Regions from separate parts of the Mus musculus genome. Here region 1 is linked to region 2. A link is a contact called in public Hi-C data. All regions are on one chromosome and are shown on one strand. The core of a region is the stretch at or near the end of the contact, and the rest is flanking DNA. Distances in the headings are between cores, read along the strand shown.

What was found. A called contact is a pair of places that touch in the nucleus more often than the background predicts.
Region 1: a Hi-C map of CD8 T cells shows a contact between it and region 2, with 10 times the contacts expected there. The contact joins the promoter of Smap1 here to the promoter of Tram2 in region 2. A contact is called at or near these places in 1 of 39 promoter capture datasets (the C10 cell line), 1 of 484 Hi-C or Micro-C datasets (CD8 T cells) and 1 of 115 datasets of contacts at active chromatin or transcription factors (astrocytes).

What each region holds. Positions count from the first base shown.
Region 1 is chr1:23,921,077-23,923,776 of GRCm38.p6, forward strand. Smap1 (small ArfGAP 1) reads right to left here and starts at 1,305. Exons shown (of 10, transcript NM_028534.3): 1 at 962-1,305. The coding sequence starts at 1,079.
Region 2 is chr1:21,077,845-21,080,544 of GRCm38.p6, forward strand. Tram2 (translocating chain-associating membrane protein 2) reads right to left here and starts at 1,381. Exons shown (of 11, transcript NM_177409.3): 1 at 1,150-1,381. The coding sequence starts at 1,269.

The DNA.
Region 1 (2,700 bases), core at 55-2,554, 2.8 Mb after region 2:
ATGCAGAAATCTTAATCCTCGCTCACAATGGCTGTCTCTGCTCCCAGCAACTACCTATTTCCCAGAGAAAAATCAAATGTACATTTTCCTAACTACATAGAAGTAGGATTTTTAAATCTCCATTACTCTCCATGATATTACTTACATTAGAAATAAACCACATCTCCAAACAAAAACTATCAGCTAAAAATAATTTATCTATTTCAAAGGCTCAAGCAGAAACCTCCACCTGAACTAAAAATAGTGGGGTTTTTTTTTCTTCTTCTTCTTCTCAGTATCTTAAAATGCACCTTCCACATTTATGAAGTGGACAGACCAGTGTCCACAAATTCGCCAATGGGTCGTCTGGGGGAATCTAACGACTGAACTCTTTATGAACATAACACACTTTCCTTAGGACACTATAACATCCAGAATAAGAGAGTGTGAGTGTGTGTGTGTGTGTGTGTGTGTGTGTGTGTTATACATAGTATACACAAATAATGAAAACCCTATCTCGATTATGTTATGCAGTGACATCTCAAACCACCCCAAAACACTGTTCTTTTTCAGAAACAGAAGTAAACGCCCTGTGCAAGAGCTGTCAGGTGGGCAGGCAGGTAGGGCTCCATCTGGGACACCGCACCACTGGGGAAAGGGAGGACGACGCGATCTCGTGGGAGGAAGGGAGGGTCGCCAAGAGGACAGGGACCTAAGGGCGACTCCACCCACGGAGTCGCTGAGGCTGAGGCAGGAGGGCTCCCACAGCCCTATCAGCACCGCCCAGCCGGCGGCCCAAGGCGGTGGCAGCGGCGCGACGCCGGCTCCGAGCCGGAGGCTGAGGCCGCGACCTCCGTGCTAGCCGAGAGCCAGAGGCCGCCCGCCCTCCCGGGAGAGCCGGCGCGGACGAGACGCCGCGGAGGGTGGGAAGGTCACAGCCGCAGGAGGCCCCGGCCGAGCGGCCACCAAGCCCGCGCGCTACCTTTGGCCTCGCAGTCGGCGCAGTACTTGTTGTCCTCCTCCCTCAGCAGTTTGGACAGGATGAGCTGGTGCTGCTCGTTCAGCTTCTGAGCCTTCTCCCGACAGGAGCGTGTCGCCATGTCGGCGGCGGGGCGGCGGGCCCGGACGCGGGCGAGCGGACGGGCGGACGGCGCTGGCGAGGCCGGGCGGGCGAGGGCACCTGACGCCGCTGGGGCCGCGGACGGACTCGGCCCAGGAAGCGGCGGCAGCGGCGGTGGCGGCGGCGGCTGGAACCGGAGGAGGGGCGGCGGCGGCCGAGCCAGCGCCGACGTGTCCCGCCTCCTCGCCGGGCCCGCCGCACGCTCCGCCCGAGCCGGCGAGGGGCGGGGCGGGAAGAGCCGCCGCTTCCGGGAGGACGCAGCGCTGGGCGCTGCGCATGCGCCCAGCTGCCCGCGTGCCGGGAGACTCCCAAGGTGATTCCAGAGAAGCGTCTGACGCTCCCCGGGGCGAGATTCCCCACTCTTGACACCTGATCGTCGCTTGAAGCCTCTAGAGACCTGAAAGTGGAAGAATTTTTTTTTTTTACCGGGAAGCGACTTTCACAGTCTTTGCATTTTTCACAGTCTTTGCATTTGTGTACACAGCACTGGAAATGTCCAAATTATAGTTATATATATATAGTTATAATGGGTAGATGCATCCCATGTGTGTGCATCGGGAGTTTGGAAACGGTATACTAGAAGCGGATGGAATGAAATGGGGCTAAAAGTGTCTTACGTTTTAGAGGAAAATAGACATGTTTGGGGGGGAGAGGTAACGTAATAAACCCTACCTCCCTCAACAATATTGATAATCTCATATACAGGAAAATGAGGCAAAACAGTCAAGTCACTTGGCCATGCTACAAGTGGAAGAGTTAAAACCAGGCAATATACCCCGCCTAGGAAGAGGGAAAGTGATCAAAAAGTGAATTATTAAAGGGATGTCACTTTAAGAAATTGTGTGCTGCTAGGATCCCTTCCCTGGGAGAAACTTAAGCCTGTTCCTTCTCGTAAGATCCTAAAGACAAACTTAGGTATAATTCCAACAAAGTTCACCCAGGAGAACCAATGAGCTTATTAGGCTTAAAGAGCAACTGGTAAGGGGTATGGATAGGAGCATAGATGACCTTAGAATAGCCACACTGGAAGGTCTGCACATAGCAAGGATGATGGTCCTTAGGAACCTGACATGGAATTCCCTCCCTCCATCTTCCCCCAGGTATATCCTCTAGCCCCTCCCTGAGACCAGATACAAGCAGGGCAGAACCACATACAACAGTGACTGAATAGTGTGGTAGGGGTTCCCTTCCATAAGTCTCCATATACCCTCCCTATGGTGGAACATAAATAGTCAACAGGCCCAGCTGTGATGGTCCTTTGCAAGAAGGCCAAGCACAAGGCTTCTGAAACTGACAGTGTGTTTCAGAAGATGTTCCTACATAACACAATGTAAACGACATTCTTCCCTGCAAGGAAAGACAGTTTTAAAAAGGAAGACATTCTCGATGATAGCCCATCAGGTTTACTAAGGTTGAACTCAGTGAAACAGTTGGAGTGATTCGGCTTGCTGTGTAGTAAGTATGAGCAATACTATGTGTGGGCCTTATGTAAGTAGAATAAACATAGCCCTGGCCTGAGGTAGGAGAGATGCTAAGAATGGCAGGAAGCAGGATTCTCTGTGATACGCTCTACCTATCCCTCTTGGGCTTAAGATTCCAAA
Region 2 (2,700 bases), core at 131-2,630:
TTCTTCAGCCAAATAGGTCCTGAGTCGGTAACAGGGACATATGGGTAGATATGGGTAGATAAGGGAGATATGGGTAGATGCAGGGATAGACAAGTAACTCTTAAATGGTGCACCTTCTTACTACCCTGTAGAATGCAGATCAGGAAACTTACACAGAAGAGAGGATAGGAATGAGTGTTCTCAAGACCAGGCGACCCAAGCCATGGGACTGTCACCTATTACCTATGGTGCTCTGGAGACAATATATACTATAGTAAGTCCTTCCCACTTTTCAATATCACCGTTTTGCAGCACTCTGGAGTAGGGACCTCGGATTCTGACCCCTTAGTGGTTTACACAGACAGCTCTGAGGCCTACACCAGCACAGTGCTGAATCCAGGATCCCTTTCTCTGTTCCCACCCCACATCCCTGCAGCGACTAGGAAATCACCTTTCACAGAGAGTATCCCTCTACTGGCTCCTGCAAAGGGGATGAGGCTCTGGGTCCAGTTCACACAGATCTACAGGAACAGTTCAAAGTGCCAAAGGATATCTTAAAACTAGCCCTTTAGGTCATATTTAAAGAGAGGTTGGTAGCAGAAGGTCCCTCTGGGATGGAGCCAGGGCCACATGTGAACACCTGGAGCAAGCTCCAGAGGTTAGGATGAAGAACTTCCAGAAAGCCACAAGAGAGGTGGAGAGGGTTAGGGTCCCTTCCACTAGAAAAGCCTAGAAGATCTGGAGGCCCCCACTAGAGAGAAGGAGGGGGGATTGTGCAATTACAGCTGGTCTAGGAGTTTCCCACATTGGCACCAAGTCGCCAGAAAGGAAACCCCAACCATAGGGCCAGGAAGGCAGCTCTGCAATTGGTTCGAGGCCAGGTATGGGTTTCTGAGATTCAGATAGAGTTGTAGGATGTGGTGGGTGTCCAAGGGGGGCGACAGAGCATGGCACGGCCCGCACAGCTAGGAGTTAGGGGTGCTGTCTGGACTCTCTTAGGTCCAGGCCAGAGTGGATACAGTGCACAAAGCCAGAGGTGCAGATAACGTGCGGGACATCCCAGCCGGGCGCGCTCCAGCCCAGATGAGGTCCGGGAATCCCTGTCTGCGCCTCGGAGGACGGGAGTTAGGACCGCCAACCCCTGCAGCACCCCCTCCCCGCTCTACTCACCTCGAACATAAGCCCGATGAGGACGCAGAGCACCAAGCAGAAACCGATGTCTGCATGGTTGTGGATGATGAACTCCTGGCTGAAGAGCGGGTAACTTTTCGTCCTCCTACGGAAAGCCATGGCAGCGGGCGTTCACCGCCTGCGGGGGCCCGCACCCTCGCTCAGCAGCCCCAGCGAAAACTTCTCCGGCCCGGCCCGGTCCGCACGCCAGCCCCGCAGCCCAGCGCGGAACAACTTCGGGCCCCGCCCCCTTCCTCTGCCCGCCCCGCCCCGGCCTGCCGCCCGGAACCGCCCCCGGCCACAGCCCTCGCCCCGCAGCGGCTGCACAGGCGCGGGCCTCTAGCCACACCCCCTTCCTCCGTCCGCCCCGCCCCCAGGCCGCAAAGGCGCGCGCCTCTGGCCACACCCCCTTCCTCCATCCGCCCCGCCCTCAAGCCCTTTGGCCAGCGCCACCGGCCACGCCTCCTGGGCGAGCCCGGCGCGCCTAACCCTTGTGCCGCGCTCGCTACCGGTGCTTGCGGCTTCCACCGGGGGTACACTCTTCCGTGAACCTCGCTGAGACGCGGGAATGGAAGCCCTGTCCTCCGGCTTTGAGAGGAAGCGGCTCCCGAGCTGCTGGACAGGAAGTGGGCCGGGATCCCACTCCTAGCGCCCAGCTTCTTCCTCTGCAGGAAGGGCCCGGGGCGGGAAGCTTCGTGCCGGCCTGTGGACTGGCCCCAGCCCTGCGCTGGATCTTAAATGAATGCATGGCTACTCCTGTGTCTGAAGGATTGCACAGTGTAGGTTCAACCTCTCAGAACCTTCAGCAGCTACCCCAAGGCCTTGCCTTAGTAGAGCCTACTTTGCAAGGGCGTGCAGGTACCCCGCGTTTTACTCCTTCACTTAAAAGGCCAGGTACTGCCCAGAATTGGTTTTTCAGGGCTCACTACCTTCAATATTAATTGATCAGAAGTGGAAGAATAAACACTGAAGAAATAAAAAAAAAAAAAAAAAAAAAAAAAGATCCTCACCCAACGTTTCCATTTAATATTAAGTTTCAAAATTACTTCCGGAAGGACAAAAGGTCTTTTAAAATAAATTATACTAGCAAATATTGGATTTAATCCTGCCAGTAATGAAGGAACAAATAATCGCTTCTAAATGTACAGAAATGCAAAATGAACAGAGGACTGTTTAATTTCTTTTCTTTTTTTAAAATTAGTTTCACGGTTACGAGTTTGCAAAAATAGCAGTCTGAAGGTAACTAGAACTGAATGAAGTTCCTTAAAGAAATTTATCTCCTGTATTCTAAACTGTGCACTATTTAACAGACAGCCCTAGGGCTTCTAACTCCACGGGCGGGGCGGGGGGCATTAATGCCTATATTGGACTAACCTTTGTTTAAAGTTAAGACCGGTGCGTGCGTGCGTGCGTGCACGTGCGTACAGTTTATGACATATAGGGGCTGCACATGCATGAGCTCACATATTTATGTATTTTCGCCCCAGTGACCTCCGGTGTCAGGCCTCACCTTCCACCTGGTTTGTTCCAAGGTCTCTCTTTGTGTTGACT